Regions from separate parts of the Mus musculus genome. Here region 1 is linked to region 2. A link is a contact called in public HiChIP or PLAC-seq data. All regions are on one chromosome and are shown on one strand. Each heading gives the region's core, a stretch centred on a gene start, on an enhancer-like site or on the middle of the called end of the contact. The rest is flanking DNA. Distances are from core to core; before and after follow the strand shown. Region 1 has its middle 74 kb from the start of Gm41258. Region 2 overlaps 5430437J10Rik (RIKEN cDNA 5430437J10 gene).

Region 1 (6,816 bases), core at 4,225-6,724, 87 kb after region 2:
TATATAAATCATAAAAAACATCAAACTGTTTTACAGAAGAATGCAAAGTAATACTCATTTTCTATAACTGATTACTATTGAATAACATCCAGACTATATTTCTCTGTGAGATATGAGCCAGCCTTCAGACTTTACCCAGCAAACTCCTATTGTTACTAACATATCATTTCTATGCAATCTTGCTGAGATCACCTGGCCAGCCTGGCATCTACCTCTGTGTTTTGAAGAAGAGTCAGAATTCTAAAGAGTTGATTTCATATAAACCGAAGTATGGGCTGGGTCCTGCAGAATATCTGACTCATCTATTCCACTTATTCAGAAGCTTGTGAGTGCCCTGAAGCACAGACAATTTCTTATCCAGCATTTGCAATGTCTGTGCTTATCTATATCTGGAAAAAATAGATAACTGCTTTAATTTGAGATCTTTCTGACAACCTCTGAGTCAAGGACTTGAGAAAACAAGTTTGGCCTGGGTAGGAAAGAGACGTGTAGAAATGCAAAGGCAAAAAGTGAAGAAGAGTGAGCATAAAACAATGTGTGTTGCATGAAACTCAAGAAGAACAAAGACCAAAGTGTGGACACCTTGCCCCATCTTAGAATAGGGAACAAAATACCCATGGAAGGAGTTATAGAGACAAAGTTTGGAGCTGAGATGAAAGGATGGACCATCTAGAGATTGCCATATCCGGGGATCCATCCCATAATCAGCTTCCAAACGCTGACACCATTGCATACACTAGCAAGATTTTGCTGAAAGGACCCAGATATAGCTGTCTCTTGTGAGGCTATGCTGGGGCCTAGCAAACACAGAAGTGGATGCTCACAGTCAGTTATTGGATGGATCACAGGGCCCCCAATGGAGGAGCTAGAGAAAGTACTCAAGGAGCTAAAGGGATCTGCAACCCTATAGGTGGAACAACATTATGAACTAACCAGTACCCTGGAGCTCTTGTCTCTAGCTGCATATGTATCAAAAGATGGCCTAGTCGGCCATCACTGGAAAGAGAGGCCCATTGGACATGCAAACTTTATATGCCCCAGTACAGGGGAAAGCCAGGGCCAAAAAGAGGGAGAGGGTGGGTAGGGAAGTGGGGGTGGGGGATTTTGGGGATAGCATGGGAAATGTAAATGAGGAAAATACCTAATAAAAAATTAAAAAAAAAAAAAAAAGAAAATGGCTGTTGTGTGGAGGTGCGGAGGTGGAGCCTAATCCTATGAGAAATCTTTGGGAAATACAATAACCTCAGTGCTTTTCTACCTGCCATCACAAGGAGACAGGATTTTTTAATTCTTATTACAATTTGGGGACTTCCTTAGGATTGGATGCCCAAGAACTATATCTGTTTTGGCAAGAGAAAGGGGGCCTTTTGAACTCTTAAGATAGTCCTTAAAGACAGAGGCAGGAATTGGCAGCTGGAAATTGGGTTGGTCTACATTGATGAGGTGAGTAAGTGTTCATGAATAGAATGAGCCCTTAGTAACATCTGCTATGATGCTTAATAAAATCCCCCTAATTCATCTAATAGCTCTTAGTGATTCTCACTCATTAAAACAACATCTTCTATGAAGGAATATTCAGAAAGATGAATCAACTCCATGTTTGAACTTGGCCACCAGATTAGAAAGTGATGGCTATTCAGCTATCTGATGAAGAGAGCCAACTAATACAGACTGGGTCTTCCACTTCCTGGAAGTTGCAGCTCCTAAGTTTCATATCTATCATGATATAGTAATAAAAACACTTCATTGTTAGGAGACCAACACTAAACAGAGTCAAAACTCATAAGAGAAGGACTAGAGAGTTGGAAGGACAAAGAAAACAGGCACTATGTCTATGTCTTTTATTAAAGCCTGGGAGGATGGAAGGATAAATGCTTGTCACACTCTTGAGTGTTTGAACAGTTGGTGGTGCTATTTGGGAAAGCATAGTGTGTAACTGGAGGTGGGCCTTCAGAGTTTAAAGACTCATGCTCTTTCCAGTTCTCTGTCTTATACTTTTGTTTGAAGGGATGAGCTTTCAGCCTGCTCCATCCACTATGTCCACTGCCATGATTTCTCTACCACAATGAACTCTAAACCTTTGGATTCATAAGCCTAAGTAAACTCTGTTTTCTAAAAGTTGCCTGGGTCATGGTGTTTTATCACAGCAACAGAAAAGTAATGAATGTATCCAATTACACCAAACATGGGGATGGAAAAGGTTGAAAAGGCTTGCTGGCAGATGAAGATGATCTAAATAGTTGTGAAAGCGAGCACTTCCTTCAGCTTACTTGCAGTTTGATATTATGGAAGTCACATGGTGCTGCAATTAGTTCCACTAGTCATATTCTATCTGTCATTGCCACTTGGACACTCTGGTTAGTGAAACTGGACCAAGGTATCCAAACTTGGCAGTGAGGTGCAACCTTGTTATCTACAAATGTATTGGGATACATTGATGGCTATCCTGAGATGCTGTGGCTTGTAGCCTCAGGTTGGAAAAACTAGATTCTGGATGGAGAACTAAAATTTTATACGTCCTAAGTTTTCAGTTTCTTTGCCTATTTATTATTTATAGTAAATGGGCATATTTATTTTGGCTATAGTGAGCTGACCTTTTCTGAAGAAGCTGTACAATTTGAAAGGCACTAACTAGAACACTGTGGTTGCAGAGAGATATGGTGTTCTAAGACAAGGGTTGACATTAATTGGAATATTTTTGGCATTTCAGTATGTACCTACCTTTTCTGTATCTGGCCTAATGTCCTTGTGGCTATAAAGTATTGCTAGGCAGGTGTTTAATCACCAACAATCCTTAAGCCAAGAATGCTGCAAGAGAACATTTCAACTCTACAGCAATGCTTTCCTGACACTCTGTAGACGATGTTGCTATAATTGGAAAATATATTGATTTATGACTTCCTTGTGTTTTGTGGCTATAAATGTTGACGTCATCTCTTCCTTGGTGGAACATATCCCTTAGGATAACTTGAATCTTGTTCCTGTGCTGTGATCACTCATGTATGGTTTAGAGTCAGCTATTTTCTTCTTTTAAAGCAGTCTTATTATTCATACCAAGAGTGCTTTTGCTGACAGAATGCTATAGTTTTAAGAAAGGCTATAGGTGATGAAGGCACAGAAGTGCCCAAAGCTAACAAAATACTTTGGCAGGTCAATTGATATGGAATTAGATTCCCCTGTTAAGTTCCTTGCCTTCTGTAGGTAGGCATAAAGTTTTGATGACTGGAGCTAAGAAGGTAGGGGAATCAAACCCGATTTGCCAGAGAGGTTTTGGCATATGATATTTAGGAAATAGTAGAAGATGAAATCAAATTATTTATAAAGAAAAAATTCAATCGACGAAAAGTAAGAAATTTTAGTAAATCTTGAGGTTGGAATTTACCAAAAGCAACAGCTTATGCGAATTTACATCTTCATAACCAGTGATGTAAAATATACTGTTTATAATCTCACTCTGAGAGGGGTTGAAACTGGTACAGAAAGAGAATGCTTGTCTTGCATGTTGAATGTCTTCAGTTCAATCCCCAGCAAAATGCAACATACATACACACATACATGCATACACACATACATACACACACACATACATACATACATACACACACACATACATACACACATACATACACACACATACATACATACACACACATACATACATACATACATACACACATAAATACACACATACATACATACATACATACATACACACATACATACATACACACATGCATACATACATACATACACACACATAATACACACACACATATACACACACAAACACACAATACACACACAGATAGACAGAGGAGAGAGAGAGACAGAGAGAGAGAGAGAGAGAGAGAGAGAGAGAGAGAGAGAGAATGAATAATGGCACTGACTCCTAGGAGGTATGAACTTAAATTTAAAATGATAGCCCTGAGCTAAGATCGTCAATGAATTCTGATTTAATTATATTTATGATAGAGATTAACTATATATTTAAAGGATGAAACAAGAATTCCCAATTTACTGTCTTATTAACTAGAAAATTCAATTAATAGGAAAAATCCATTCCCTGGGGGTCTTTAACGAAAGCGTTTCATCGATCTTTCTACTCTGGATGAATAAACCTAGGATGAACAACAAGTAAAAACAGCAAATATCAAAGACACAGAGAGCACAATAAAAAATATTGACATCCATTTTTGTTTATTAAAAGAATTTTAGAAAACAACTGGACCAACTGTGAAGAAGAAATTCAAATATGGAACTAAATGGTTTAAGATTCAATGTTGGAACTTTTGTACACACATATAATCTCCCACATAAATCATATTTTGATGTATGCTTATACAAACTTTGAGTATAATAACTTATCTCTAGGTATTTCAGGTGTTTTTATGATTTAAAGATATAGATATAAATATATATTACTTAACTTTGTAATTTTCCACTATCATATAATTATTTCTTTCATTTTACACATAACCAATTAGAAGAACCACAAAGCCAACATCTATGCAAGGCTATATTTTTTGACATCTATAGCTGTCCTTTGATTTAAATTTCTTTCTTCTGACCAGGAATCCTTTTCCCACCACCATACTTGTGGGTGAACATTTTCTAGTCATCTTTTAAAGGCTGCAAAGAAAGATGTTAAGGCTACTGTGGCTGTTCTTTCCCCTTCGCAGACGTAGGATGGAGGAAGATAAATTCCTTGAGTCACTGAAGCTCAGAGAACTGTTAAAACCATTGGAATGTGGAACCAACTGCCCCATCTTCGTAATCTCCCCTTTCTAAAGGGAATGGATTTCTCGCACAGTTTCCAGAGTTTGTTCCATCTGGGGATGACAGAAAAGCACTGTACTGGCTAGTTTTGTGTCAACTTGATACAGCTGGAGTTATCAGAGAGAAAGGAGCTTCAATTGAGGAAATGCCTCCATGAGATCCAACTGTAAGGCATTTTCTCAATTAGTGATCAAGGGGGAAAGGCCCCTTGTGGGTGGTGCCATCTCTGGGCTGGTAGTCTTGGGTTCTATAAGAGAGCAGGCTGAGCAAGCCAGGAGAGGCAAGCCAGTAAAGAACATCCCTCCATGGCCTCTGCATCAGCTCCTGCTTCCTGACCTGCTTGAGTTCCAGTCCTGGCTTCCTTGGTGATGAACAGCAGTATGGAAGTGTAAGCCAAATAAACCCTTTCCTCCCCAACTTGCTTCTTGGTCATGATGTTTGTGCAGGAATAGAAACCCTGACTAAGACAAGCACAAAACCACCGTGGCTTTCCCAGGTGTGAAATATAACAAATGTCAGTATTGTTTCTTAGAATTTCACTCATGTTCTATTATTTCAGCTGTCAAAAGTCAGTAGTCTTTATCTGATGTTGGACACATCAATCAAAATTTAAATAACAGGAATCCCAAAGAGATGGCACTACAGAATAATGTCATTTACCTCAACATCAAGTGCCAGTGCACTAGAGATGACAAGCCTTTCAGGGACAGTAGGAGATTGCCTGTAGAGGAAGCTAGACCATGGTAATATCATGACTTTTCTATAGCACCTTTGCAATCAAAGCCAGCCCACAGACACATCACAGATTTCTACATGCTCCAGTTGTTTTGCCATGTGGTGGGGATTCTTTTATCCCTGCATGTATGTCTGTGACCCACATGCATGCAATGCCTGTGGAGGTCAGAAGGGGGCATCAGATACTGTTGGACTGGAGATGCAGACAGTTGTGAAGTGCCCTAGGGTGCCAGGAATGAAATCTGGGTCCTCTGGTAGAACCACAGAGCAACAGCTCCATCTCCTTCTCATATTGTTTATTGGGACAGTATCCTAGTCATCTTGACTAAGAATGCGTTTAGTGTCACTCTTGCTGGACCACATGCTCTGGAAGTCTTGCTTTCCTGCCTGTAGGCTGGTAGAGGACAGTGAAGCAGTGCAGAATGGTAGCAAATCACTACCATCTTGTCCATACAGAGATGGTAACCTTGTGTTGTTGGCTGCTCCACTGTGCTGTAATATTGTTTTGGTAACATCTTTTTAGTTCTTTAAGTGCCTTCTGGCATCTAACTAATCCAAGCCAGCACTATTAATCACAATGAAGACTTATTCCCAGATCCCATTTGCAGACTTGTTCTCAAGAAAGAGTAAAAACTTAAAGATACTTTCCAAATAATCTTTTTAGACATGTTTTATTTATATTTTTGTTTTTTAAAAATTTCACTGCTTTAGTATTTATTATAAACATAGACTTTTGTTTTCCATTTTTTAAAGTTAGTATTTGTGTATAAGTATCTGTGGTTCATATGTATATGTGTGTCTCTCTGACTGTGGTGGATGTTTGTGTACGTGTGTGTGTGTGTGTGTGTGTGTGTGTGTGTGTGTGTGGTGTACATGTGTGTGTGCATATACATGTTTATGTGCATAAACCTGCTGTATGTGCTTGTGTATGTCTATCTGACTGTGGTGTATGTCTGTGTATGTGTTTGCACATGTGTGTATGTGGTGTGTGTGTCTCTGTGTATATGTAGCTGTGTATATGTTTGTGTTTTCCCATTAAGTGAAATTGTAGTGTGTGTTTGTGTGTGGTTTATGTCTGTGTGCATGCACATATGTGTTTGTGTGCCTGTTTGTGTGTATGCTTGTATATGCAGATGTGGTCATTTGTGTGTTTATGTGTGAAGATCAGAGATTGTTACTGGAGTCCTATAATTTTCCAATTTATTTTTACAAAGTATTTCTTTTATTTTTTGAGATTATAATAAAAACTATAACACACTTATCTATTTATAAATATACAATAAAGTTTAAATAAAATTTTCTCAT
Region 2 (6,744 bases), core at 3,322-5,821:
TTGACAGCAGAAACTAAAGTATAAGAAGAAAGGTTGGAGTTGCAGGAAAATAGAAAACCCAAAGGGATTTGGTATCCTGCATTTGCTGCAGTCTTTCTTAAAAACAAGGTCGCTAAGAATTCCATTCTGGATAAAGCATAGGAAAGCCAGAAAGATATCAGAAAGGTAGAGTTGGACAATTTGCTTCTGAATAATTATTAGGTTTAAAGTCAGCAATTGCATGATTTATAGTAAGAGATTAACGATTCTGTGCTATCTTTGAGATTTATAGAAAAGTAAATTATAACAAGTCTAATTATTACAGTAAGTGAATCTGTTAGTCAGTGTTTATTCTTCACTCTGTGTTCCATAAGTCACCTAGGCTGGTAGAAACATAGCGATATGCTGCTGCTGATCTCTGATCTGATATAAATAGTGGAGTTGTAACATATTTATAAAGCTAGGAAACTTAGAATAATTCTAAGATTCATGAGATTTTTTTGGTATGAAACTGAAAAGGGCATCAGTTATAGGTCGACATATTAATACACCAATGCTGTGTTTTGGAGGCTGTTGGAAGAAGATTTTGAAATATTGGGCACTATAATTATTTCTTTTGCAAATGAGTAACTTAGTTAAGGAGAAAGTCTGGGGCTTCCTTTGGCCTTGGGTAGTCTCATTTTCATGATGGAGTAGGGATGTTTCAGAATTAAGTGACAGATGTCATGTCTGATGAGTATTTTGAGAAGCATTAAATTGCATCTGGAGCACTTTTTCAGGGCATATCTGATCAGATGCTCGCAGATACCACCTGCACATTTCCTTAGCTACAGACATCTGTGGGTGGGGAAGAGAAGGAGGGAAGGGCACCAGTAGCCTTGGTGCATGGCATAGAAGGCAAACATCTAGGTTCACATGGTGGGCTTTTCCCTCTGAAGCCTGTAACTTAAATTTAACAGTTTTTAAAAAACAAATCCCCATGTGAGTGAAAATGTCACCGGAAGAAGTTTGGGGGTTGTAGTGATAAAGTGGGTTTTTCAATTCTGATAGCCCACGATCTGAGGTGACATATGGGGAGAAGTGTGGGTTTAGGTCTCTAATGACTTTTTATCTCACTTCCTTTCCTAAGATGTGTTCTGGGTCCCAATGTCCACAGGGCCCTCTTCAAACTCTGTGATTTTAGGGATTTTGTTTACTCATTTGTTTTGTTTTGTTTTCTGAGACAGGGGTTCTTTGTGCAGTCCTGGCTGTCCTGGAACTAGCTCTGTAGACCAGGCTGGCCTCAATCTAGATCCCCATGCCTCTGCCTCCCTCGTGCTGGGGCTAAATGCCTGTCCCATCGCTCACTATTGCCTGATGATGTTTAAGGTTTTAAACTTTTTTTCCTTCATGTGTGCCTTTGTGTGTGTGTGTGCGCGCGCACGCGCACGTGTGTGCCCCTTTCCATGCAGCTGTTGGAATCTTTGATTATGCAGGTAGAGACAGCCGTTGGGAATCCCTTTAGTTGAGAAAAGGGGGAGGATCCCTGGGCTGTTTGAGTTTTCTTTACCAGGTAGTGCTCCTAGGGCTGGGGACATTAGCTAGGCAACTGACTTGCAATAGAGCAAGGACAGCATCCTGTTAGTTCCCACATAGGGAATTAAGACAAAAGGTATTTCTAGGTCACTCACCTACTAGATAACAAACTCCCACTTACAAAGGTTTCTATGATGTGGCAAGACATTGCCCAACTAATAGGTAGAGTGGGGCTGTTTCAGCATGAATGCTGTTTATATCAATTTTAGGTCTACCTGGGTTTTATCTGTACAGGAAGATTTCACCTGTACTGTTTTCATAGGACTGCTGTAAGAAGTTAACATGAAATTGGTGGCTCTCTGTGTGAGAGCTATCCAGGAAGACCGTTGTAAATAGAGGTGTGTGGCCCTAACCTTTAAGGCCTGGGGTGTGGTTGGCAGATCATTATTAGAGAAGGAAAAAAATATTCTGATACAAATGAGCCATTGTCCATACTTTAGAGGAAATAAAATCCACATGGAGAAAAGTGCATTAAGAAGGTTTCATTTTATTTTTTAATTTTGCGGGTTTGAATATTAATTTATCACATTAAAAGAACAGCAATAAACAAGTCCCTTCACAAAGAGAAGAAAACAAGTATGAACAAATACTAAATGTTTGACACTTTTCCTCCCAATATGCCTTCACTTTTCCTTTTTGGTGGTAGGGAAAATAGGTGACATCATCCCTTCTATTCTTAGTGTCTTTGACACGAAATCCACTAATTTCACAACACACGTGGGAGGCCATACTTTTTTTTTTTTAAATGAGCCCCATCTTGTCAGTTAGTTATACCACACTTTAAAGAAACAGTAATAACGAAAGTAGTCTGCTGTAACCAGAGGATTTTAATATTCACATATAGCTGCTTTCCAAACCTTTCAGGGTTAGGATCTATCTACGGTAAAAAGCCAAGACCTTCAGAGAGCCACTTGCTTCCACCTGTCTCCTTCCTCCTATCCAAGTAGCTAGGGTTAGAGAAACAGGGAATGATGGTGTGTTCTTGTTGTTGTTGTTGACGATGATGATGTAGTTTTAAGCATGGCTTCCTGGACCTTCATTCTTGTGGCAATTAATTTACCAAGTGATCCATTTCCCTTGTTCTGTTTCTAGGGTGCTAGGGATGGAATCTAAAGCCATTTATATGCTAAGTGAGCATTTTGCCAAGAATTACATTTCTGGACCTTCGTGTCTTTGGGGTGTGTGTGTGTGTGTGTGTGTTTGTGTGTGTGTGTGATGTGCTGCAGCTTCCTAGAGAACATACGGACTGGAAAGAAGGGATGTGTTTCAGAATGTAGGACCAAGTCAAGCCAAGGTTGGGTGTTGGCACTTTAAGAAAGGCTTCCTTGTCCTCGGCCAGGTGGTCTGGCCGCTGGGCTGCTGGCAGAACACTCCTCTTTGCAGAGCTGTGAGCAGTGTGCCAGGTGGAAAGAGAAGCTGTGTCACAGCTGGAAAGTTTGAAAGATCCTCATTGCCTCACTCCCCATGCAGTGACTTAATGGATTTGCTGCTAGTGTTTACAGAGCAGGAAGGTACTAAGGGCTTCCCCCTTAGTGGGGAAAGGTTAAGTGGCTCCTTAGGAAAGCACAGAGGGAAGGGTGGGGCGGAACCCTTGTGAATGTGAAATCCTAGGTAACAGGATAGAGATCTGTTTTAGATGGAAACTAAGATCCTTTTACCTCCCTCCTTTCATTTTTCCTTTTATCTTTTTCTCCCCTCTTCCTATCCTCTCTGCCTTCAAATTTGTGCTCCTGATATGTATTGGGAAACCACGATTATCTAAGTATTGTTTGTATCTAATCTATGTGTCCACCATAACATGAAGAAAATGCTAAATTGTACCAGTGAATCATCTTCTGTAGTCAAAGTTTAAAACTTTTGTTAGATTCTTTCCTAAAGAGCCAAAGGAGTAAGGAATGAGGATGGGAGCTAGAGAAGGGGTTACAGAATCTACTTTTAAAAAGAACATTTTTACCAGGGGAACTGAGGCTGGAGCATCCTGTGGCCTCAGGAATCAAGGTCAGTTTGACCAACACAGTGGTATTTTGTCTTTCAAAAATTGTGAGACATTGGAAGCTTTAGTTTACTAAATTCAGCAAAGTGGAAACATCTGGTTGAAAACTGAGGGAAAAATCATTCAAGCTTCCAAATTAACAAAAAACCCCTATCGCTCATTAGTCATCAATTATAAAATCATATAAAATGTATGACTTTCTATTTTCCTCTCCAGAATAGAACTAGACCTATCTTGGAATTGTTTATATGCTAAAGTCACTCCTGTTGTTTGAGCACCTCCATGGACTGATGATGTCTGACATCATCAGCTAGCAAAAGCTGAATTGGGCTCATGCATTCTCGCCCCTGAAGTGAAGGGGAAACCATAAAGTGCACGAGAACATGATGATGTAGGTCACAGTGGCTACCCTGGTGAGCTAGAGCATATTTTTATGTCACCAAAAAGCATGAGAAGAATGCACAAAGGAAACAAACCAACCCTGAAAACAAAGGACCGAATGTGTGTCTTTTCTCTCACTGGAGACAGTTCCTTTATGTAATCATCCTTGTGGGCCCCTGTGTGGGTGTAAAGGGACTTCCTGTGAAGACCTACTGCATGAGTTGGCAATTTTTACAATAGTTTTAAAAGATTTTATATGAGAACAAAGACATTACAACGAATAAGTATGACAGTTATTAAATCTTTAGCAATCTATTCACCAAGATGAGCTTATTGCAGTACAAAGTGAAAGGACAAAAAGTTAAAAGAAGGGTGGGTGCTTGCCAGAAAGAAAGAAAAAAGAAATCACACCTCAATACCCAAAGCATCTGAAATTCTCTCTTTTATTTCTGACTTTCTAATTTGTCCGTTTCCAGGGGTCTCAGGGATCTTCTGCAATAAACTTTGATCAGAGAATCTGAAAGTTCACAAATGTTAGAAATAGAAAATACCATGTTCTGTTCTTCCCCCTCAGAGAGTGTCTCATGTGGTGTGTGTGTGATATGCATGCATGTACCTTCAGAGACCAAAAGGGGACTCTGAATATCCTGGAGCTGGAATTTTAGGCATCATTTTTGTGAGTCATTTGGCATGGATCCTTAAAATGGAACTCTATTTCTGTGGAAGAGCAGCAAGTGCTCTTTATCCATTGAGCTGCCTCTCCAACCCCATATATAGCTTTCAGAAGGCCATGCTACACAACCTGCATCAGAAAGTCTCTCTGACAGGCAGTGCTATGTCTTGTCTCTTTAGCTTTTCTTTTCTTGGTGAGCATATCATGGTACATACATAACTAAGGAATCTGCTTTTCACCTAATCACTAAGTTTGGAGTGTGTCAAGGTGTACATGTTTGGGAATTCTTGGTGTTTTAATGTATATACACATCTCAGAGATTGTGTGTTGTTCCTTAATGGATGCACGTTACCTCTGTTTGGTAAGGTTTACTACCAGACTGGGGTTGATAGCTGGCCTTATCTTTATATATCATGTCATGGCATCACCAAATGGGCTCTGAAATACCAGGGAGATTTCTAATGTGGCATTCAATGCTCTTAAAATAAAGGTAAGCTGAAACTGCAGTTTCTCTTAGAGTTAAGAGCCAGTGTTGGTAGAATGTTGTTTCTGCCACATAGTTCATCATAGTGCTTGCAAGATAGAACACACGCATGAGCAGGGGATTAGATCTCACTTTTGCAATGGAGGAATATTTTTAAAATGATGGCCTGCTAGTTAGAAGAAAAATCAGTCCTGACCCTGACTGAGTAGATACCAGCTATTTAAGAACATGCAATCCAAGATGATCTCACCTCAAGGCTGTCATCTTCTACGTGTGGATGGGCTATCCTCCTTTTTTTTTGCCACAAGGAGATAAAAATTATTAGCTTGCTAAAGGTGCACTTGTTAAAGTTAACTTATTGAAGAAAGCAGACACTGAAGTGATGCTAAGCATCCCAAAGCATGTCTTCTGTCCATGTCTCTCAAAGAAGATGGACTATGTCAGTGTTTTCTCCAATAGAAATAAGTTTAGAAGACTTTCTTGACTTGTGACTGTTATCTTACATGGGCATGGTATTCAACTGTCCTCCAAATGCTTAGGTTTATACTCATAGATCAGTGCTGTTCTAAGTCTAAGTTTCTTTTTGCAGCAGGCAACAGCTAGTTTAGAGATCTACAACTAGTCACACTCCAGAGAGTAAATAGTCAGAGAGTGCTTGTTCCTCAACCAGATCTCTCTATTCTACCCATGATGAGGCTCAAGGACCACTGTGGAAGGAGATGGGAGGACATATTTAAGAGCCAGAGTTTGGCATGGAGTGCTAAGAAGATTTCCTATGGGACAATAACATGACTCTGATGCTGAGCCTGATGACCTAGATTTCTTTCTACGATCCATATGGCCAGTAGGGGAGAACCAGTTCCTGTAAGTTGTTTTCTGATCTCTACATATAGTGAACGTGTTCACATGTATGCACAACCCTACACAGTAACACCTCTCCTTATATGCACACACAGAAAATAAAGCATAAAGCAGCTTTAAAAATAATATCTTCTGGACACAACACAGTGTTTGCACGTGTGAACTCACTGCAGTAGTGTTACCCACCTAAGACCTACACAAGACTGGAACCTCACTTTCCTCTAGTACCTGTTGGAGGCTCCTGAGGCTTCACCCCTCACTGAAGGACTACAGCCAGTTAATAGGTTTGGGGGGAAAGAGTTCATTTTCTGTGTCAGTATATCCACTGGTAAGTTGTCTATATTCCAGTTAATGACCCTCCACTCATACCCATTCAAGCAACTATAACTAAATCCATTGGATAAGAAAGAAATGTCATCAAAGTAGGAGGGGCCTTGTTGGAAAGAAAAAAGGTTTCAGGAGACAAAGCAAGAGATAAGAGAAAGAGAAGATAAGATGGGATGGATAAGAAATACATAAGAAGGTGTGAAAATGCCCCCCAAGTTCAGTGTGTACATATACAAAATTGGTGAAGAATAAAAAATAATCTTGGTTTGTATCACACAAAATTTGAGAGAAAATATTGGTGCTTATAATATACAAAGAGAACGTGTATCTTACATGCATGCTGTAATGTTTAAATATATCAAATGTGAAGGGAAATTCACATTGTTGCTAAAGCTGGAGATGTAGCTTTAGTGGCAGATGTTAGGCCTTGGGTTCAATCCGTCACAGAACAAAATTCAATACCCTTCTCAG

The links. HiChIP or PLAC-seq counts read pairs in DNA pulled down with a chosen protein or histone mark.
Region 1: a contact with region 2 is called in a BATF HiChIP or PLAC-seq map of CD8 T cells, with 13 read pairs. The contact joins two enhancer-like sites. A contact is called at or near these places in 1 of 15 datasets of contacts at CTCF or cohesin (CD8 T cells), 1 of 484 Hi-C or Micro-C datasets (group 2 innate lymphoid cells) and 2 of 115 datasets of contacts at active chromatin or transcription factors (CD8 T cells and the HPC-7 cell line).

What each region holds. Positions count from the first base shown.
Region 1 is chr15:5,596,842-5,603,657 of GRCm38.p6, forward strand. No RefSeq gene overlaps it. Among named protein-coding and RNA genes, the nearest start is that of Gm41258, 74 kb to the right of the region's middle. Within about 2 kb of position 5,475, at least 1 of the 459 cell types and tissues checked has an H3K27ac peak or open chromatin away from gene starts, as enhancers often do. A contact at or near this core is called in CD8 T cells, where this site is marked.
Region 2 is chr15:5,510,385-5,517,128 of GRCm38.p6, forward strand. All of the region lies in intron 1 of 5430437J10Rik (RIKEN cDNA 5430437J10 gene), which reads left to right. Among named protein-coding and RNA genes, the nearest start is that of 5430437J10Rik, 17 kb to the left of the region's middle. Within about 2 kb of position 4,572, at least 112 of the 459 cell types and tissues checked have an H3K27ac peak or open chromatin away from gene starts, as enhancers often do. A contact at or near this core is called in CD8 T cells, where this site is marked.